Linked DNA regions of Sus scrofa: regions 1 and 3 are each linked to region 2. The links are chromatin contacts, called in public Hi-C and HiChIP or PLAC-seq maps. All regions are on one chromosome and are shown on one strand. The core of a region is the stretch at or near the end of the contact, and the rest is flanking DNA. Distances in the headings are between cores, read along the strand shown. Region 1 holds the start of ODF4 (outer dense fiber of sperm tails 4). Region 2 holds the start of PFAS (phosphoribosylformylglycinamidine synthase). Region 3 holds the start of ARHGEF15 (rho guanine nucleotide exchange factor 15).

The links. Hi-C and Micro-C count contacts between places; a contact is called where the count stands out from the background. HiChIP or PLAC-seq counts read pairs in DNA pulled down with a chosen protein or histone mark.
Region 1: an H3K27ac HiChIP or PLAC-seq map of alveolar macrophages shows a contact between it and region 2. The contact joins the promoter of ODF4 here to the promoter of PFAS in region 2. A contact is called at or near these places in 3 of 47 Hi-C or Micro-C datasets (blood, embryonic fibroblasts and liver) and 1 of 2 datasets of contacts at active chromatin or transcription factors (alveolar macrophages).
Region 3: a contact with region 2 is called in a Hi-C map of alveolar macrophages, with 3 times the contacts expected there. The contact joins the promoter of ARHGEF15 here to the promoter of PFAS in region 2. A contact is called at or near these places in 1 of 5 promoter capture datasets (liver), 22 of 47 Hi-C or Micro-C datasets (alveolar macrophages, blood, embryonic fibroblasts and 12 more) and 2 of 2 datasets of contacts at active chromatin or transcription factors (alveolar macrophages and skeletal muscle).

Annotation. Positions count from the first base shown.
Region 1 is chr12:53,516,215-53,519,698 of Sscrofa11.1, forward strand. ODF4 (outer dense fiber of sperm tails 4) reads left to right here and starts at 1,669. Exons shown (of 5, transcript NM_001202461.1): 1 at 1,669-1,744; 2 at 2,224-2,271.
Region 2 is chr12:53,455,983-53,459,905 of Sscrofa11.1, forward strand. It overlaps PFAS (phosphoribosylformylglycinamidine synthase), which reads left to right and starts at 2,419. Exons shown (of 33, transcript XM_003358276.4): 1 at 2,419-2,483. The coding sequence starts at 2,424.
Region 3 is chr12:53,492,996-53,496,739 of Sscrofa11.1, forward strand. ARHGEF15 (rho guanine nucleotide exchange factor 15) reads left to right here and starts at 2,414. Exons shown (of 21, transcript XM_013990062.2): 1 at 2,414-2,553; 2 at 3,058-3,093. It overlaps SLC25A35 (solute carrier family 25 member 35), which reads right to left and starts at 2,977. Exons shown (of 6, transcript NM_001243357.1): 1 at 2,867-2,977. The coding sequence starts at 2,898.

The DNA.
Region 1 (3,484 bases), core at 419-2,918, 59 kb after region 2:
CTGAGGTCCAACTGTGACCTCATGATACATAATTAACTTCCCTTTTGCTTAAACTAATTTTGGCTCTGTTCCATCATTTGCAGCCACTCATATGCAAGGATGCCTGCCAAACACTGTTTTTGTTCCTTTTCCGTTTGCTAGTGAAAGAATGCAAGAGAATTGAAATGACAGCAATAATATCCACTTTCTGGGAATGTATAAGGGACCAAAGCGTGCTTTTCACTCATTATCTCGTTCAATACTCAAACCAAATCTAGACAAGTATTATTGTCCTGTGTTACAGAGAGTAACTTGGGCATGAAGGGGTTCTATGAGGAAAGCCCTGGTGGTTAGGCAGGTTGAAGATCTGGCATTGCCATTGCTGTGGCTCAAAGCACTGCTGCGTCCTGGTATTTTTTTTTTTTTTCATCTTTTGTCTTATTTTTGGGCCCCACCCGCAGCATATGGAGGTCCCGGCAGGCTAGGGGTCTAATCGGAGCTGTAGCCGCCAGCCTACACCATAGCCACAGCAACACAGGATCTGAGGTGCATCTGGGACCTACACCACAGCTCACAGCAACGCCAGATCCTTAACCCACTGAGTGAGGCCAGGGACGGAACCTGTGTCCTCATGGATACTAGTTGGGTTTGTTAACTGTTGAGCCATGACAGGAACTACTGTGGCCTGATTTTGATCGCTGGCATGGGTGTGGCCAGGAAAAAAAAAAAAGAACCCACATGATTCCTCCAGGTTCATAAGGCATTTAGAGGAAGGCTTATTATTTATCCCTCTGCCTGTTGGACCCAAAAGTCTGTATTCTTTTTTTGTTTGTTTGTTTCTCTTAGGGCTTCTCCCGAGGCATCCAGAGGTTCCCAGGCTGGGGGTCGAATCAGAGCTGTAGCCACTGGCCTGCACCACAGAAACACCAGATCCAAGCCAGGTCTGTGACCTACACCACAGTTCGGAGCAACACTGGATCCTTAACCCACTGAGCGAGGCCAGGTATTGAAACCAAAACCTCATGTTTTCTAGTTGGATTTGTTTCTGCTGCGCCACAAGAGGAACTCCCAAGAAGTCTGTATTGTTAACCACATGTTTCATTGTATTCACAAAGTGAACCAGCTCCGATGGGATTCAGACTCATTCCAAATTTGAAAGGCTCTCTCCTCATGAAAACTCCAGGGCTAACCGAGGTCTGGAAGCCTCTGTGGGTGACTCAGATTTATTTTCTGAGATCAAAGGGAGGTTAGAAAAATCTCAGACTGTGTGACACCCCCACATCCCTTCCTTACCGTCCTCCCCCTTCTGGTGTTGAGAAAAAAAGAAGCGAAAAAGGTAAAAAGAGGGAAGGAATGGCAACTGGGGACCCGCAGTGAGTAGAGATGGGGGAAGCAGCGAGAAGGTTGACGACACCTGTCAGGAGCTTGTCTTGCTGGGGACAAGCTCCTCCTCCTTCCTCCTGCTTCCTCAGTGAGCACTTGGTGGGAGGGTGAGGGCAGAGGACCCGGGAAGAGAAAAGGAGACCCTCAGCGACCACTGCTCTTAGCCGACGGGAGGCATCAGATCCACAGTTCTGAGTTGGGATCCGAGGAGCATGGCTTAGAGATAGAGTTGGAGCTGAGCTGCAGCCCCCCTCCCCCATTTGACGGCCTTCCCAAGAATATTCCATGGCAGTTAGGGGCCCTGTGCTGCTGAATGGGCTGTTTTTCCCAGATCCCAGGCCCTGTGGTGGCCACTGCTCTGCCTGATGAAAATATTTAAAGATGAAGGGAAGGGGTGATGGGGTGGGGGATAGAAGGGGGTCAGGGGGTGCTGAAGATGGGGACAGGGGACATTAGGCATGAGCTCCCTGGGTCAGAAGGAGAAAGCGATGAGCAACAGGAACCTGGAAAGGGCTGGGAGGGCTGGGAAGCGGGAAGGGATGGAGGTGAGCCTGGGACGCGGTGAAGGGGTCCAGAACCGAGGCTCCAACCCCGACAGTAGCAGGGAGGTGTCTGTGGACTACCAGCTGGAGCCTTGCCGAAGCTCTCTGCTGCCTCTGCAGTGGAAGATTACACACAGCTCCCGCTGGGTAGCGCAGGTGTTGGCCTCAGAGCTCAGCCTGCTCGCCTTCATCCTGCTGCTGGGCATGGTCTTTTCTAAGAAATGGCTGTACCTCTCGAGAAGCCGCTTCCACCAGCACTGGCCCGCGAACGTTACCACCAAAATCTACACATCGGCTCATATCATGTCCTTGGGGCTCCTGCAGATCTGCAAATCCAAGAGCTGTGCCAACGCCGAGAATGGGAAAGGTGAGGTCCTTACTCTCCCACGCCACCCCAGGGCTCCAGCCTGCCTTGGCCTCGACACCTGCACCCTGGTATTTTGGGCCCCTCGCTCTGGTCATTCCCATGTTTTTCGTTGGGTTTGTTTGTTTGTTTGTTTGTTTGGCAGGTAAGATGGTTCCTCTAGTCCTGAGATCGCAAGGATCATTTTTCCTCCCCATCTGGCCAAACTGATTCTCTTGACACAATGGAAAATATCACTGATTTTGATGAAGTGCTGAGCCAAGGCTGTGCCGACAGAAATGTGGGTGCACGTGAATCACTCATTAATGCCATAGGTCACTGTTATCCTGGGAGAAGAGCCCCAGGGAGGTGGGGAGTTCCTTCCTCTAGACTCGCACGCCCAGAGCTTGAGGGGTCCTCAGCAGGCTCGCCCCCAGGCCCACATGCCCGCCAGCACGTCTTCCCTGCTGCCCGAGGCTTTGCTTTTCTGGGCCAGCTCTGGGTTTCCATGCCTGTTTACCTGGCTTCTTGCTTCCCAGGGTTCTTGCAGCTACTTCATTCCCTATTCTTGTTAGTTTCCTGTCTGCTGTCCCCTCACCTCCAAGGAATGACCGACCCTCCTTTCTCAGCACTTGTGGAAAACCAGAGCTTTTAACCTCCCCCAATTCCACTTCTTTCCCTGTTAACATTTTTTTTAAAAAGTTACACGACTATGGGAGTTCGCGTCGTGGCTCAGTGGTTAACAAATCCAACTAGGAATCATGAGGTTGTGTTCCATCCCTGGCCTCGCTCAGTGGGTTAAGGATCTGGCGTTGCCGTGACCTGTGGTGTAGGTCACAGACACAGCTCTGGATCCCCAGTTGCTGTGGCTGTGGTGTAGGCCGGTGGCTGTAGCTCTCATTAGACCCCTGGCCTGGGAACCTCCATATGCTGCGGGTGCGGCCCTAAAAAGCAAAAAAAAAAAAAAAAAAAAAAAATTGCACAACTATTATTTACTTTTATTTTGAAAGTAATCCATCCTTATTCCAGTCAATTTGGGGCAATAAAAACTGTCATTTCTTGCACCTTATTTTATTTGCTTAATTTAATCCTCTATTAACCCTAAGAACAAGAGATAATTATCCTTATATTGCAGATAAAAAAACTGAATTACCTCGCTCAGGGTCATACAGCTATTAATTGGCCAATTTAGGACCACTCCTCACCTGCAGATTCATAGGGATCCAACTAATAATGG
Region 2 (3,923 bases), core at 1,169-3,668:
CTGGAGGAGAACTGAGCTTGAGCTACAGTGATCCAAGAAAGATGAACTGGATCAACCACCACATTTATTGGTGTGATTTAAATGCCAAGTTAGCAGAGTTCCCCTTGTGGCTCAGCGGTAACAAACCAGATTAGCATGCTTTGAACCCTGGCCCTGTTAAGTGGGTTAAGGATCCGGCATTGCCTGCTTTGCTGCATCTGTGGTGTGGGCTGGCCGCTGCAGCTCCAATTTGACCCTCTCCTGGGAACCTCCACATGCTGTGCCTGTAGCCCTAAAAAGGTCAAGTTAGCAGCTTAATCTGCAGCAGCATACAGGATCAAGTGAGAGGGCCACAAAATCTGTTACAGAAGGAGAGAATATGGAGGACTGGGAGCTGTCTCAGGCCCAGAGATCTTGAACAGGCTATGCTTGCTCAGCAGATAGCTGGAGATATGGGACCCAAGTCAGGAGAAGGATCAGAGCCAAACAAATGAATCTAGAAGTCATCATGTGAAGTGAAAGCTGAAATGTTGTGTTACCCTGGGAGGATTAGAATGTGGAGGAGACAGGACCAGTCAGAGCTGTGCAACTAAGTCTCCCAGATGGAGCTGGAAGACAGGCATGAGATGCAACCAGGGAGTGTCAGAAGGGAAAGAAGCCTGGAATGCTCAGATTCCAAGAATCAACAAGTGGCCTCTGTTAGAAGAGAGCCAGAGGGTACAGCCTGGACTCTTTACCTACTAAACAGGTAAAAACTGTCATGTCCCGGGCAGGGCTGGAGTTAGGGTGAGGCAAGTGAGGCACCTAAATCCATCAAATGTTGCATCTTTAAGTCTCTTACCCTAGAGTTGGCCCTGGAACTGGGAGGGGACTGGAATGTGGGAGGGGGTGAAGATAAAGACTTTCACTTTTTCCTCTGACTGTCTCTGTTGCTTGATTCTTTAAAAAGACCCCTGGGCTAGGTCCTCTGCTCACCCTGGCACACCACTCACTCCAGGTTTCTTGCCTTCAGGCTTCTGATTAGGTTTGGCTAGTGGGAGACATTTAGTTCAGGGACTCAGTACTGAAGGAGAGATAACCCAGTATGCTTCTCCCTCAACACTGTGCTTATGGCAGTGACTTCCTTCGTCTGTTGAATGCCCTTCTTCCATGGCTCCATCTCTCTTCTAGCTGACAACACCATTTCTCCCTTTGTCCCTTCAGGCCTGAAGGTGGCAACCACTTTTTGCTGTTGCCAGGCTGCCACTGGCCCACCGTACTTTGCTGGTTTCCTTAAACCTGCCCATATCTCTTTACCTGGGCAGTTACATTCTTATTGATTAAACTTGGAGTGTTCCACCTGTGTTCTGATAGGATCCTGAGTAACGTGTATATACTATGGGTTGAAAAAGTGTGTGGGCATTCCTGTCCTGGCTTGGCAGTTACCAAGCCTGACTAGCATCCATGGGGACTCAGGTTCCATCCCTGGCCTCACTCAGGGGGTTAAGGATGCGGTGTTGCAGCGAGCTGTGGTGTAGGTCACAGACTAGACTCGGATCCCGAGTTGCTATGGTTGTGGTGTGGGCCAGCAGCTACAGCTCCAATTCGACCCCCAGCCTGGGAACCTCCATGTGCCTCGTGTGCAGCCCTAAAAAGACTGGAAAAAAAAAAAAAGTGTGCAAAAAACACACAAAACCCCAGTAGGTATAAAGTTCTAAGTTTTTGAGTTAAAAAACTAAGGAGTCATTGCATTGAGCCTCAGCTTCCACATCTGTAAAATGGGGTTTTTGTGACGATCAACTGAGAACAGGTGAAGTGTCTTAATGGGCGTTCAATAAATACTTTGCTCATTATTACTGTTACTGTAACCAGCCAGAACATGGAGGTTAAGAATATATGCTAGAGTTCCCATAGTGGCTCAGCGGAAAGGAATCCGGCTAGGAACCTTGAGATGGCAGATTCGATCCCTAGCCCCACTCAATGAGTTAAGGATCTGTTGTTGCTGTGAGCTGTTGTGTAGGTCATAGACGCGGATAGAATCCCGTGTTGCTGTGGCTGTGGTGTAGGCCAGCAGCTGTAGCTCTGATTCGACCCCTAGCCTGGAACCTCCATATGCCGCACCCCTGGCCCTACGAAGCAAAAAAAAAAAAAAAAAAAAAAAAAAAGCTAAGAGTTAAATAAATGAGTTCATTCAGAAAAGACAAAAGTACAAGAAAGCCAAGGCAGCAGCGGGAGGGAAACTGAGTTCTGGACACTAAAAGTGCTTCTCATGCCGTTTCCTGCATTTAAAGTATGTCTCCTTCACAGTTTGCACCGGACAAGTGAAGCGGGCACAAGGAACAGATCTGTGGGATAATCCCACGTTCTCTAAAGGCCGAGGTGGGAGCAGGGAAGCAGCCTCGCCACTGGCCGGTAGGAAGGGGAGGGATGTCCTTAACCTCCGCCTCTTCCCACGGCGCACGCTGATGACGTTGCCCAGCGCGCCAGGATTCGAGGAGCTCAGGGACTGCGAGAGCTGTTGCCACGTGCGTATGGCTTGCGCGCGCTCACCCGAATGCCCTTGCATGCTGCACTCTGTAGCCATCCACCCCAAGCCTCAACCCGGCCGCTGCAGGATCCCCACCAGGCAGAGCTGCGCCCAGCGGGGACCTGCGTGCCTTCCGTAGTGCATGTGTCCTTTCGCGTTTGTTGGACGTCGGGCAGGGGAGACCCCACATAAACTTAACCGTCCTCTAATCATTTGAGTCCTGGACACTAAAAGTGCTTCTCATCCCGTTTCCTGTATTCAAAGTGTGTCTGTTGGCTGGAGTTCCCGTGTGACTCAGCGAGTTAAGAATCCGGCGTTGTCTGCAGTGGCTTGGGTCGCTGCTGTTGGGCGGGTTCGATCCCTTGCCCGGGAACTTTCCAGGGTGGGGGGGATCTGTCGCCCGCCTATTCTGTGTAAGGCACCATGCTAGTAGTTGGGGAGACAGCCCTGATGTAGATCCTGTCATTGTGCTCTTGGAGCTTCTATGCCACTGGGAATGATAAACGAAAATTGACTGGTTTAATGAACAAAATGAGGGAGTTCCCGTCGTAGTACTGCGGAAACGAATCCGACTGGGAACCACAAGGTAGCGGGTTCCATTCCTGGCCTCTCTCAGTGAGTTAAGGATCCGGTGTTGCCTTGAGCTGTGGTGTAGGCCAGCAGCTATAGCTCTGATTAGACCCCTAGACTGGGAACCTCCATATGCCGCGGGTGCGGCTCTAAAAAGACAAAAATAAATAAATAAACAAAATGATTTTGGAATGTAATAATTCCTGTGAAGGAATTATGGTATGGAGGACAACTGCGAGGCGCCTAACTTTTAAAAGGGTGATAAGCATGGGATGGTGACCGCTGAGAGGGAAATCAAGATCTGGCAGGAGCACCGTTGCTGAGATGAGGCTTGGCCTGAAACTTGTCAGTCAACAAGTTTTAGATTTTTTGGTTTTTCAGCCCCCGGTATTGTTCTGAGCCTTGGTAACCCAAAAACAGCATGGTTCCTGCCCACTTGGAGATTCTGTTCTAGTGGGGAAAATAAAGCTAACAATAAAATGTCAGATAGTAATTTAAATACTGTTTGGGAAATTAATATAAGGCCATGTCATAGTGGCCACTATAGAGTGTTTAGTCAAGGAAGTTCTCTTCAAGAAGGTGAACGTACCTGAAATCTAAATAACAAGCAAAAGGTAGCCATGGAAATATCAGGGTGAGAAAAATACCTTTTGGAATGAGCTTGGCAAATCAGAATGATAGAAAAGAAGCCAGGGTGGTTGGTGCTTTGTGACTGAGAAGGATGGGCCGTGAGATTGGGTCGGAGAGGTAGGCAATGGCCAGATCACATGACAGGTTACTGAATTGAAATGTTACATCAGGTGTGATAAGAAGCTATGATCTCATTTATGCTAACTTGTGGCAAGTGGAATAGAATCAGGGGTACTGG
Region 3 (3,744 bases), core at 1,164-3,663, 37 kb after region 2:
TAGCGTTGCTGTGTTTGTGGCGTAGACTGGTGGTTGTTGTTCTGAATTCCACCCTTAGCCTGGGAACCTCCATACGCTGTGGGTGAGCCCTAAAAAGACAAAAAACCAAACCAAAGCAAAAACTTCTCTTAGGTCAAGAAAGCCATGCCTGGTTCTGTTTCTCCAGGGCCCCCTATGTATCTGCTTACAGGTGACAGTTCTCATTGTTTTAACCTTTGAGTTTACACCAGTAGTTCTCAAAGTGTCATCCCAGGAGCAGCAGCAGCACCTCAAGACTTAAAAATGCAAATTCTTTAGTCCTGCCCTAGACCTCCTGCATTTGAAACTGAAAGTGGGGCCGGACAAGGAGTTTTAGCAAGCCCTTCAGATAATTCTGTTGTGTGCTAAATTTTAGAGCCACTGGCTTAAGGCTTTTATTTTAAATATATAAATGCCCTAGAAATAGACAACTTCTAGTGTTGTTGTTGTTGTTGTTGTTTTTGCTTGTTAGTCCTGCACTTACAGCATATGTGAGGTTCCCAGGATAGGGGTCAAATCAGAGCTACAGCCACTGGCCTACATCACAGCCACAACAACACCAGCACCAGATCTGAGCCGTGTCTGCAACCTGCACCACAGCATGTGGCAACGCCAGATCCTTAACCCACTGAGCGAGGCCAGGGATCGAACCCACAATCTCATGTTTCCTAGTTGGATTTGTTAACCACTGAGCCAAGACGGGAACTCCTGGTTGTTGTTGTTGTTGTTTTTAAGTAATCTTAATTTTTTTTTATGTGTGTGTGTCTTTTGCTATTTATTGGGCCACTCCCACGGCATATGGAGCTTCCCAGGCTAGGGGTCAAATCGGAGCTGTAGCTGCCGGCCTACCCAGAGCCACAGCAACGCTGGATCCAAGACACGTCTGCAACCTACACCATAGCTCACGGCAACGCTGGATCGTTAACCCACTGAGCAAGGGCAGGGACCGAACCCGCAACGTCATGATTCCTAGTCAGATTTGTTAACCACTGTGCCACGATGGGAACTCCAGTAATCTTAATTTTTAGAACAGTTTTAGATCCACAGAAAAATTATAAAGATACTCTGAGAGTATCCTATACACCCCACATCCAATTTCCCTTATTATCTTACATTAATATATTGTTAGAATTCATAAACAAATATTAATACATTATTAATATAGTTTATATTTGATTCAGATTTCCTTTGGGGGGGGCACCTGGCAGTTTCTGGGCCAGGGATCAGATCAGATCTGCAGTTGCCACCTACATAGCCGCTGGGGGAATGTAGGATCTTTAACCCGCTGTGTCCGGTGGGGATCGAACCTTCGTCCCAGCACTCTAGAAAGGCTGCCGATCCTGTTGTGCCACAGCAGGAACTCTACCTTGACAGTTTTGAGGAGTCCCGGTTAGGTATTTTGTAGAATATCCCTCCAATGGGTTTTTTTCCTTATGATTGGACTGAGGATTTAGGGTTTGGGGAGGAATATCTCACAGGTAACTGCCATTTCATCACCCTGTATCAATGGTGCTATTAGATAGATACTATCAAAATAACATCGCTGTTGATGTGGCATGTGGATGTTCTTGGGCCAGGGATGGAACCCACACCATAGCAGTGACAATGCCAGATCCTTAACCCTTAGGCCATCAGGGAACTCACCCCTTATTTATTCAACCAATGTGCCAGAGAGGAAGGGTGGAGAGGAGGGTAGATTGTGTAAGCGCACTGCTGGTCATTGAAAGGACTTGTCTTTTACGCTAAAGAAAATTGGGTTAGGGGAGTTCCCTGGTGGCCTGTTGGTTAAGGATTCAGCGTTGTCACTGTTGCGGCTCCAGTTCGATCCCTGGCACCAGGGAACTTCCGCATGCCACCGTGTGGCCAAAAAAAAAAGAAAAAGGAAAAGAAAGAAAAATGTGTTAAAACATATTTTAACTCCAGTTTCCTGGCTTTTCTTCTTAGTGTCTTGTTTGGAGTGTGTGTGTGTGTGTGGGGGGGCATGTGAAATGTTATCAAAAGCAGGCACCTGGCCATGGGCAAAGGCCCCCTGTTCACAGCTGCCCTTGGGTCTTCCCACCACCCTACTTCCCAGACTCGGGTGTGGCTCATTCCGCCCCCTCAGTTGTTTGTTTGAGTCCTGGGAACTCAGCTCTTCAACCAAAGAGTAAATTAGAGATGAGAGGGGCCCCTGCCTAGCCCCACCCCTCAGGGGTACTGACTCCTGGCTAATCAAAGCCTCACAGGGAGAGACACGGGCTGGGGACCCAGGGAGACAGGGGCTGAGAATGGGGGGCGGGCAGCAAATGGCATCCCTGACCTGGGGTGTGCTCCTGACCTCCCATTTCTGCGCACCCCCCCCCACACACCCCCACCACATGCCTGACACAATGGCCGGGTGGGGCTGAGGAACCGGCTTCCTCTGCAGAGATCTCAATCTGGGCCCTCAGTTCCCGCCCCAGAAAGACAGAGACTCGGAGACCTGGCCCCACGTTCCTTGCTCCAAAGGGCAGGCAGACCAGACTGAAAATAGCAACTGCTTCCAAAAAGATAAAGGTAAATTCAGGGGGGAGCTCCTGCAGAGTTAGAGAGGGGCAAACATGGGTGGGAGGGGTCCCTTGGTGTGAAAGAGTGGGCTGGCTCACACCAGGGGACAGGCTGGATGCTAAAGGGACAGGCTGTCATGCCAGGTGTCTGAGAGATGGTCAGACCCACACACACCATCCCTCAGCCACGCAGAGGTGTCTAGAGCCCTTGCCCCACTGCCAGCCCAGCCCTGTGGCATGGCCAGCCCATCCGCCCGCACCCCGTCCCTGGTCCCTGGCCCCTCCCCAGCCCCTGTGAGCCCCAGGATGGAAAGTGCACCTACAGAACAGCCCACTCTCCTCGCCTGAGTTTCATCCTCTTCCCAGACTCTGGTAACCTCGGAAACCCGGCGTTCGGGGTCCTTCACATCGTCCAGAGCCCCAGTGTGCGCATGTGGAGTGTGGTGTGGTTTGGGGGGGGGGTGTCCGGTTGGGAGGAGGATCCAATTCCTGTTTCCTGCCCCTACTCACTCAGCCCTGGGAGGTGACTGAGAGTGGAGAGGACTCAAGGGTGAGTGTTTGGGCCCAGTACCTGGGTCCCCGCGGGAGGCCTGAGTGGGGGATGGGGGAAGGAAATCAGTGCAGGTACCTGAGGGGGGCAGGGATCCTTGCACGGGGCAAGGCTGGGGAGGAGCTGGCCGGCTGGCAAGGCTGCTGCCCGGGTCACCTAAGGAGCTTCCTGCCCGAACACAGAGGCCATTGAGCTGCAGACTCCCGGTCTACAGCCCCCACCCCCCACCCCGCATCATTTCTCAAGAACCAGTCTGGGGCCTGGAGGGCTCTGACTCTCCTGCTGACTCCACAGGGGAGTGTGGGGGTGCTGGGTCCCCCAGCCCTGACCCTGCAGCCTCCTCAGGATTGTAGCGTCTTCCAGACAGCAGGAAGTGAAGCCCAGGCCCCTGAGTCTTGGCCACACGGGTCCTCACCTTCTGTCTGGTCTCCCGACCACCCTCTAAGCACCCTGGCGGGACCCAGGCTTCCAGTGGGGCATCTCTCTGTGAGCAGATGGGGGGTGGGGGGCAGACAGTGAGGCTGGGGCAGGAGAGATCGAGCCCGGGGCCTCCTGGTCTCTTGGGGTCAGAGGCTCCAGGAATCTTCATGGCAGGAAAAGGAGACTAAAAATAATCCGGAAAGGGAGAGTCCGGAGAGAGGAACTGGGAAA